Regions from separate parts of the Triticum aestivum genome. Here region 1 is linked to region 2. The links are chromatin contacts, called in public Hi-C maps. All regions are on one chromosome and are shown on one strand. The core of a region is the stretch at or near the end of the contact, and the rest is flanking DNA. Distances in the headings are between cores, read along the strand shown. Region 1 holds the start of LOC123099009 (nascent polypeptide-associated complex subunit alpha-like protein 2). Region 2 holds the start of LOC123099005 (50S ribosomal protein L11, chloroplastic).

The links. Hi-C and Micro-C count contacts between places; a contact is called where the count stands out from the background.
Region 1: a Hi-C map of leaf shows a contact between it and region 2, with 6 times the contacts expected there. The contact joins the promoter of LOC123099009 here to the promoter of LOC123099005 in region 2. A contact is called at or near these places in 2 of 5 Hi-C or Micro-C datasets (both in leaf).

What each region holds. Positions count from the first base shown.
Region 1 is chr4D:498,915,128-498,919,633 of IWGSC CS RefSeq v2.1, forward strand. It overlaps LOC123099009 (nascent polypeptide-associated complex subunit alpha-like protein 2), which reads right to left and starts at 2,541. Exons shown (of 3, transcript XM_044521118.1): 1 at 2,275-2,541; 2 at 1,887-2,020; 3 at 1,266-1,808. The coding sequence starts at 2,461. The coding sequence ends at 1,461. LOC123099008 (endoribonuclease Dicer homolog 1) reads left to right here. Exons shown (of 20, transcript XM_044521116.1): 19 at 1-17; 20 at 112-1,039. The coding sequence ends at 672. It overlaps LOC123100579 (syntaxin-52), which reads left to right and starts at 4,466. Exons shown (of 7, transcript XM_044522487.1): 1 at 4,466-4,506.
Region 2 is chr4D:498,628,124-498,633,078 of IWGSC CS RefSeq v2.1, forward strand. LOC123099005 (50S ribosomal protein L11, chloroplastic) reads left to right here and starts at 2,764. Exons shown (of 4, transcript XM_044521112.1): 1 at 2,764-3,074; 2 at 3,188-3,360; 3 at 3,478-3,541; 4 at 4,769-4,955. The coding sequence starts at 2,885.

The DNA of each region.
Region 1 (4,506 bases), core at 1,291-3,790, 290 kb after region 2:
CCTCGGCAGTCTGGAAGGTATTTATTTTAGATATTCTAGATAAACTTTCTTGATAGAAAAGCAACCTAATTTGGAGGAAGCTTGAAACAAACTGCACTTATTTTGCACCAGGTGTTCCAACCGCTCCTTGAACCTCTGGTAACGCCAGAGACCCTTCCGATGCATCCAATTAGGGAGCTCCAAGAACGGTGCCAGCAACAAGCAGAAGGCTTAGAATACAAAGCATCCCGGGCAGGCAATGTAGCTACTGTTGAAGTCTTTGTTGATGGTGTTCAGATTGGTGTAGCTCAGAATCCCCAGAAGAAAATGGCACAGAAGTTGGCGGCGAGGAATGCACTTGTGGTCCTGAAGGACAAGGAAACCGCAGCAAAGAAAGAGACCGAAAAGGACGGTGATAAGAACAATGCTGGGTTCACCAGGCAGACCCTGAACGACACTTGCTTGAGAAGGCAGTGGCCAATGCCACAGTACAGGTGCATAAACGAGGGCGGCCCTGCTCATGCTAAAAGATTTGTGTATGCGGTCAGAGTGAATACGTCCGATTGTGGATGGACCGATGAGTGTGTCGGAGAGCCGATGCCGAGCGTGAAGAAGGCCAAGGACTCTGCCGCCATGCTTCTCCTCGAGCTTCTGAATCGAAGTTTCCCGGATAAGCCTGACGGCAAGAAGTGATAGCTATTAGTGTTGTTGGCGATCATTGTGGTGTTGTTGAGAGACATTCGGCATTTTTACACAGCATAGATTCATTACCCATTCAGTGCTCTTCAGCTCTGGCTAATAAGAAGATAGATAGACAGGCAGAGGTGATAGTGAGAGCAGAGGATACTTTTACCAACCTAGTTGAGGCCGCTGGATGTCATTAGAGATTTATTTACTTACTGGTGAGGCGGGATAAATAGGAGTCTGCAACAGCAGAAAGGGTAGTCTGATATAGGATAGACAAGTGGAGCCCTCTTATTCTATTGTACTGTATTATATAACTTGCAAACATGCATTAGATGATTGATCCAATAGTAGAAATCTGTGGAATTTACCCTTACCCTGTCACGCCATGGATTATTCGGCGCTTTCATTTTCATACTGCTAAACGATTGCTGGTCGCAGTAGAAATTAATTGAAGACCATAAGAACTCCATTCCGAGGCAATCGGCCATATAGAGATACTGAAACTAGATTTCAGTTGACCAATTGAAGGAGGAACACTAACATATCTCGAAACTGACAACATATGGTGCAACGTCCACGTACGATTGGTATGGTAGAGATAAAAGGGATGCAAATCTACGGCAAAACACACCGCATGCATATCTCGAAACTGACAACATGGTGCAACGTTCACATATGATTGAGAGAGAACAAAGGGATGAAAATCCACGGCAAAACACACGGCCACATGATGATACGATACTCCGGCAGGGAAAGATCCTGGCCGGACTTGGAGAAAAAGGAAGCGAACAAGGCTAGGCGGTGAGCTCCATGATGGCGCTGACGATGTCGCCGTCGTGCGCCTTGAGGGCCTTGACGGCCTTGGCGCGGGACACGCTGGCCTGCGTCATGACGAGGTCGATGTCGCGGGCCTCGATGCCGGTCTCGTCCACCACCTCCTCCTCGTCGGCCGGCGCGCCGGCCCCCGCCGCCGCCGCGGCGTCGGGCCTCATCGCCTTGCTCAGGTCCTGCATCCTGAACTGCTGCGCCGCCTGCGCCTGCAGCTGCGAGCTCAGGTCCTCGATCTTGGCCTCCCCGAAGATCACGTACGTCTCCGACGTCGGGCTCTTGAACACGTCCGGCTTCGACACCACGAACAGGATCTGAAGCCCAAGATTTAATTAACAACATGCATGAATCAGCCTGAACAATTTTACATACATAGAAGAATTGCTTCTTACGTTCTTGGCTCTCTTGATGGTGATCCTGCTGACGCCGGTGACGGGCTTCATCCCGAGCTTCATCATGGCCTTGCGGCTCTTCTTCTCGCTCCGGCTCTGCTTCGACCCCTCGGTCCCGGCCACACCCAGCTCGCCTTCACGCACATCAAAACTGCAAGTCAGACGTACGTACCTACTCCCCAGCTGCAAATCTGGCTCATCTACCACACCACGTTACATGACCACTCATTTCCGATAGCTATAGAATTACAGTGCAAAAGCACAGAGGTGCTGCACGAACTATCTAACATCATTCCTAAACAATGGAACCTACACGGTCACACAGTGTAACTGAAAGAAGATATCACAAGGTAAGGTGGAAATGCAAAAGGGAGCAGGACATGGTTACCGTCTTCATCCTCGTCGTCCTCGTCATCATCCTCGTCCTCCTCCTCGTCCTCGTCACCGTCGCCCTCCTTGACGTCCTCGACGACGGGCGCGCCGTCCTCCGCGGGCTCCTCGGCCTTGATGACCGGCGCCGCGTCGCCGCTCTCCAGCTCCGGCTCCGTGGTCACCGGCGTCTGCTCGCTCACCATGGTGAAATGCTGCGGTGTTGGTGCAGGAACGAGGGTGCTGCTGGAGTGAGGATAAGGAGTGAGAATGGAGAGCCGAGGCCGATTGAGAGCGGCGCCGGAGGCCTTATCTATTCGCGCGCTGTGTTGGGCTGGGCTGGGCTGGTTTACTGTAGCACGCCTGGGCCACGGGAGCTGAGTGGTAAATGCTATCATCACTTCTTACATTTTTTGAATGGTATGAAAAACTTTCTTGCAGTACACACTATCACTTTTTTACAATTTCTTAAAATTTTACTTATATTTTTTTTAAAATGTGTAAACATTTTAAATATCAATTTTTTTCCAATGCTATCAACATTTTTTAAATTACACTAACCTTTTTTTTCATGTCTCAAATTCATAGTTTTTTATTTCTTATTTTAAGTAAATTTAAATTTTGTAATATATGTATTTAGAATGTTTTTGAAAATACGAACAAAAGAAAAAAAACAAACGAATGAAAAATAGAGAAGAAAAATAAGCTACACTGCATGTCACTACTTGGACTCGCCCATCATTAGCGATACGTGAAGCAAGACGCTTGCGTCTCGCTATAAGTGCAACTCTAGCAGATATTGTAAAAGGAGATATATTGAATAATTACTACCGGTTTAGAGTTTTGGAGGCATAAAAATGACCAGAACAGATACTGTAAACTCGAGTGTACTCATTTTCCCCCAGTAAACTTAAAAATGGGCCTACCACACCGCATATGTAGAGTATTGGTAGCTTGGGTTTGCGCATACACAAAACCCGCTCAGGCTTGGCAGGAGTGAAATTTCACCCGTCGCCCTTCCCGCTCTTGCGCCTCCGTCGTCCGCTACCTTGCTGTCGTCGCCCTGCCTGACCAGCCAACGCCGCCCGCGCGTCATCATGGAGCCGCAGGAAGCCCCCATCGTCCTTCCCAAGGTCGGGCCATTCCAATCGGGCGCCAGCGGGTGAAACCGACCCTGCCTCCCGCTGCGTCGGGCAAAACTGCGGCGCAAGCGCCTCCAACAGCCACAACCGCGGAGAAACGGTTGGCCAAGCTCCGCTCGCCCACGTAGGACCTCCCGCCCATGTCGTCTCACCGGTATCGAATCAACGGGCCAATTCAGCCACGTCTAGCCAGATGAAGAGGAAGAAAGCCGCAACACACGTGAGCCCTACTCCTACTCTACCCCTCCTCCGATTGCAGCCCAATCGGCATTCGTTGCCATCACATTCTCCGGACCCACAACGTGTTCGACGAATCACCTGAGAGGTATAAATTTCATTTCACTTGATCAATTGCATTTGTGTGAGTGTTTTTAGTTATATGCTTAGTTACTTTTGTTTATTGCATTGGGTAGCTTTGATTTGCATTCCATTCCTAGTTTGTTTGTGGGCATGATGGAAGATTCGGCTCAGCTCCACTGTTAGACGCGGCTCGGTTCAGAATTAGTGTGGTTTTTTGTGGTTTTGGCAAAAACGATGATAATCCGTTAACCCTATCCCCGAATGTGGTGGTTTTGAGCAATTTACTCTTTTTTGGACTTGTTGTATGTGTGCGTCTTGTTACATCGGGGACAGACATTTGTTCATTGCGGTTGTATCATCTCGATATAATGTATTCCCTTTGTTCCCAAATACAAGTTCTTTTAGGGATTCTAATATAGACTACATACGAAGCAAAATAAGTGAATTTACACTTTAAAATATATCTATATACATCAGTATGTACTCCTATTAAAATCTCTAGAAAGACTTGTATTTAGAAGCGGAGAGAGTATGAATGAAACTACCCTTCGTAACAAAAAATAGACTTGCTTTTTCTTGGCAAAAAACAATAGACTTTGCCTTCTTTTTTAGGAATTGGAAATAAAAGTAGACTTTGCCGACCTGATGCATCTGGCATCTCGTCATGGAGGCCCAAGCCCATGCGTAATCTCCCCGGAGGGTTGAGGTCGAATCGAAACCGACGACCGGAACAGCAAACCTGAATCAAGTCGTAGTCGTCGTCCCTTCTCCCTCCCGGCAGGACTCCTTATCGGACGCCAAACGGAAAA
Region 2 (4,955 bases), core at 1,514-4,013:
TTGACTGAAAGGGCAGTAAAAAATTAGATGCACTCTTGTATGATCTTCACATAGTGAGCATTTGTGTTGTCCAGATGAAATTGTTTACTGGTTAGCAGGGCACATGCATGAAGTCTGTCTTGTAACAGAAGCCAGAAGAAGAATTTGTGCCTTCGGATGCAAGAAGTTTTCCATATCCATCTGATAGGTGGGGAGGGGGTTCATTCGTTCCCATAAGAGCATTGTATATATTTTTAATTTTATATGAAGAAGCCATTTGAAATTCCATTGGTCTCTATCTTGATTTTTTTTAGATACTCGAAGGTGTTGCACATTTGTGTAAATTGATGGAATGCAATATTGGACAATGGTAGCTGAAACATGGAGTGATAGCTATCAGAGTGCTTGGCCTTATGAATGGTGATATTACCATCATTAGCAAATGAGTGTAGCTGGGGAAATTTATCCATCAGGGCTTGACCGCACCATTTATCTTTCCATAGCAAAATAGTGTCACCATTGTTGGTAGTGCATGAGGTTAAACAGTAATATAGATCATAGAGCTTCATGCCGCCTCTCCACCAGAAAGATCCTTTGTATGAGCATGCCTGAGGTGCAGTGTTATTGTGATTGTGAGCTTGCCATATAAGTTTGACCCAGGGGACATCAGCATGGGTAAAAAACTTGTGCAGATGTTTCATTATGAGAGCAATGTTTTGGATCTTGAGATTAAGCACTCCAAGTCCACCGAGTTCTTTTAGGTTTGCGTACCATCTGCCAGTTGGCAAGGCAATTACCTTTCTTGTTGATGTCCTTTCCATGCCAGAGAAAATTTATTCCTGCTTTGTTTACATGTTCCAGTACAGTGACATGAATTCTGAAAGTGCACATTGCAAATATTGGCATGGATGCAACATACGTGAGTCTGTCAGGATAGTTCATGAAGTTTGCCACTCCAGATAATTTTCTGTTGATTCTTGAGATAATGGGCATTTAAATATGCATGTTGCATGTTGTGGCGAATCTTTTCCCACTGCATGCTGAAGTGGCATACTAGCATGTTGAGAGAAGAGGAAAAAAAGGTTTAGTGCAAGGAAAATTATCTGTTGGCACATTCGAGTTATATGAAGCTTTTACTTAATTGTACTTAAATATGGACTTTTTTTGGAAGGTCGAAGATATTTCATAGATTTTTTTCCAGTTATTATTCACGGATTTTTTTAAAGTTGTGTGAACATTTTATTTGACAAATGTGAGCATTTTATTTACACAAGTATACATTTTGCAAGGAGTGAGGAACATGTTTAGAAGATTTTAATTTGCATCAAGTACGTTTATTTGTTGATTTTGCTGCAGATTCTATTATTTTTTTGTTTCAACAGTTTATTTTAAAAATTGTTATTTTCATATAAGGATGGAACATAATTTTAAAAATTATTTACCCCAAAGTTTTTTTACATGTTGAACAATTTTATTGGTACTAATGTGAACATTTTGTTCGATACAAAGGGGCTTTCGTTTGACTCACACAAGCCTTTTCACATGTTTTACAAACTAGTTTGTCCTCATTGTCTATCACGTGGGTCTCCTGTTAAAGACGGGCCCACATGTGCGATGCTTTGGGTCACATGGACACATGTGTCTGCTTCGAGTGATTCTGAATCCTATTCTTTGCCTTTAGCGTAGGATAGGTGTGAAGAGTGATCTTGCTTATGGGCACGTACATGGGCATTTATGTACATGACCATTTTACATTTTTGTTCTGTAATAATACATAAACATGTCTTTTGAGAGATGTGAATGTTTTAAAAGTGCGTGGACATTTGCTATTGGAGCTATGAACATCTATGTTAAAATACATGAAAACTTTCTTTTCACAATAGGCACATCTTTTTATGTCAATATCAAATTATTTATGATGGCAGTTTTTAAATCTATAAACATAAAAATACATATTTTCATTTAAAAAAATTATGTGTTAATGGGCTTCTGCAGTAGCCGGTCCAGGTAGAAGCTTTGCGACGACTACTTCAGAAGCCCATTAACCTTATTCCTGTGTCCTGGCCTTTGCACCGACGGAAATATGGGCCTTCTCAGTGAGCATTTCCTATTTGGCGCCACAGGCGCCAGTTAACTGGCGCCTGTGGCGTCCGGAAATGGGCCGGCCCATCTAGGCGCCGGTTGATTTTTGTTTTTGAAAATTCTGTGAACTTTTCTAAATATCTATGAACTTTTTTAAATAAAGTCAACAGTTTTTTTCAGATTGATGATCTTTTTCGAATATCGATGAACTTTTTTGAAATTTGATGACATCTTTTTGAAAATGGATGAATTGTTTTTATTTATGATTTTTTAAGTTCAATGAACTTTTCCTAAAAATACATGAACTTATTTTGAATTTCTATGAACTTTTTTCAAATTTGATGAACTTTTTGAAAAATTAATGAACTTTTTATAAATTGGATGAACTTTTTTTCAATTTGAATGAACTTTTTTTCAAATTAATGAACTTTTTTCAAAATTGATGAACCTTTTTTAAAGATATGAATTTTTTTCTTTAAATCTGTAAACCTTTTTTGATTTCATATTTTTATTTTCGTAACAGAAAAACAAAAAAACTGGGGCAGCAAGCTAGTGGGCCGGCCCATGCTATCAGCGACCCTATTCCTCCGTCCCCGGCCTTCTGGCGTCAGTAGTGGGTTGTCCTACCGCTCAAAAAAATAAATAATAAACTGGGTCGTCATTGGCAAGATGAAAACCGTGTCCTCCCAGCGAAGACGAACTCACCTGTACAGCGCCTTCTCTAACCTTAGCCCAGCAGATAGCAGATTAGAAGAAGATAGGAGAGAAGAGCAGAGCAGAGCAGAACAGAGAGCAGCCGACTCCTCCCTCCCAGCGCACAGCCATGGCCACCACAACCTTATCCCTCCACGGGCTCCCGTCCCCGACCGCCAAGAAGCTCACCTCCTCCTTCCTCGGCGCCCCCTCCTCCTTCCTCCGCCCGGCGGCACTCGCGGCCGCGGCCACGCCCGCGCGGAGGGTGTTCGCCGTCAGGGCCATGGCGCCCCCCAAGCCCGGGGCCAAGCCCAAGAAAGGTCCGTGCCTGCGCTCGCCTCCACCTTCATCCCACCCGGCATGGTCTTGTGCGGCCCCCGTCTAGTGCTCCGGCTAAACTGCGCCCGATATGTGTGTGGTTAATGTTCTGCAGTGGTGGGCATCATAAAGCTGGCGCTGGAGGCGGGCAAAGCGACGCCGGCGCCGCCCGTCGGCCCCGCGCTCGGCGCCAAGGGTGTCAACATCATGGCCTTCTGCAAGGACTACAATGCCAAGACGGCCGACAAGCCCGGCTACATCATCCCCGTCGAGATCACCGTGTTCGATGTGAGCCTGCACTGCTGGTTAATCCCCCGAGTCTGAATGTTAAATGTGTGTGCAGAATGCATTGGTAATGTGGGTTGATTCTCATGATGCGTGTGCCATTGCCTTTGTGTTTTGCAGGATAAGAGCTTCACCTTTATCTTGAAGACACCCCCTGCATCAGTGCTGCTCCTCAAGGCTGCAGGTATGCACCCGGATGATTAGCATCAAATTGTACATAATTTGAGGTTCATGCACCATATTGAAGATATATGGCCATATGGGGTTAATTGGGCAAAAGGTAAATGCAGTAGCTAGATTGATTTGTTAGTGTCTGTGGGAGCCTAGCTTGTTCAAATTCTACTCCCTCCGTTCCCAAATATAAGTCTTTCTAGAGATTCCAACAAGTGACTACATACGGAGCAAAAAGAGTGAATCTACACTCTAATATATGTCTACGTACATCCGTATGTTGTAGTCCATTTGAAATGTCTAAAAAGACTTATATTTAGGAACCGAGGGAGTATAAGAATACTATGGTTGAGTTTAAAAAGTATGTGCAGACTGTAGAGGGACTGATTAATGATTCATTATGATATTATTAATAATTTTAATTGCAAATGCATATACCAAAATGTTGACCTACTGACAAGGAAAGTGGTCTGTGAGTTGCTATCTGCATACCAATTTTCCACACATGGGACAGACTGATCCTTTATCTGTATCTGATGAATTGCATATGGACCTCTACAAAACTAATACCTTGAGTTAACACTTACTACCTCTGTACCAAAATCTAAGACATTTTTGTGGACTAAAGTAGCCTACAAACGTCTTATATTTTGATATGGAGGGAGTCTTTGAATTGTTTGGGTACAATGCAATATGCATGACTCATTAATTTTTCTGTTCAGCTAACATTGGAGTTCGTACTGGGCTCCAAGTTCAGAGAGTATATAAGCTTCACTAAATTTGGTGTCCATTTCCTTTTCCCTAACTGTCATTCTAGGCTTTCGTTATTCCATAAGGCACTGTATCACTGAGAAGCAGGCCAAAAAAGCTACTCCCTCCGTAAAGAAATATAAGAGCGTTTAGATCACTACTTTAGTGAAAATAAACAAGTCGTATTGTCTGTTATATTTCTTTACAGAGGTAGAAAAAAATAAGTAGGCAAAAAAAAAGCTTGAACCGCATCTACTCGTGATATATGTACAGTTTCTTTTTTGCTGTACTTGGCACAACTTCATAGAGTCTGTTGGATTGATAAATCATTAGTTTCTCTGAAATAAACAAGGCATAAGTTAACCACTAAAATTTCTACACGTTTGGTTGATTCCTCAACTTTCTGTTTACTGTAGTTTATATTAGGCTTTATAACTGCTCAGTGAACTAAATGGTTCCTTACCTCCATTTTATTAATTCTGATTCCCAGGCGTTGAAAAAGGCTCAAAGGAGCCACAGCGTGAGAAGGTTGGAAAGGTGACAGTGGACCAAGTACGAACGATCGCCCAGGAGAAGCTGCCTGACTTGAACTGCAAAACCATCGAGTCCGCCATGAGAATCATAGCGGGCACTGCCGCTAACATGGGCATCGATGTTGACCCGCCGATCCTCGTGAA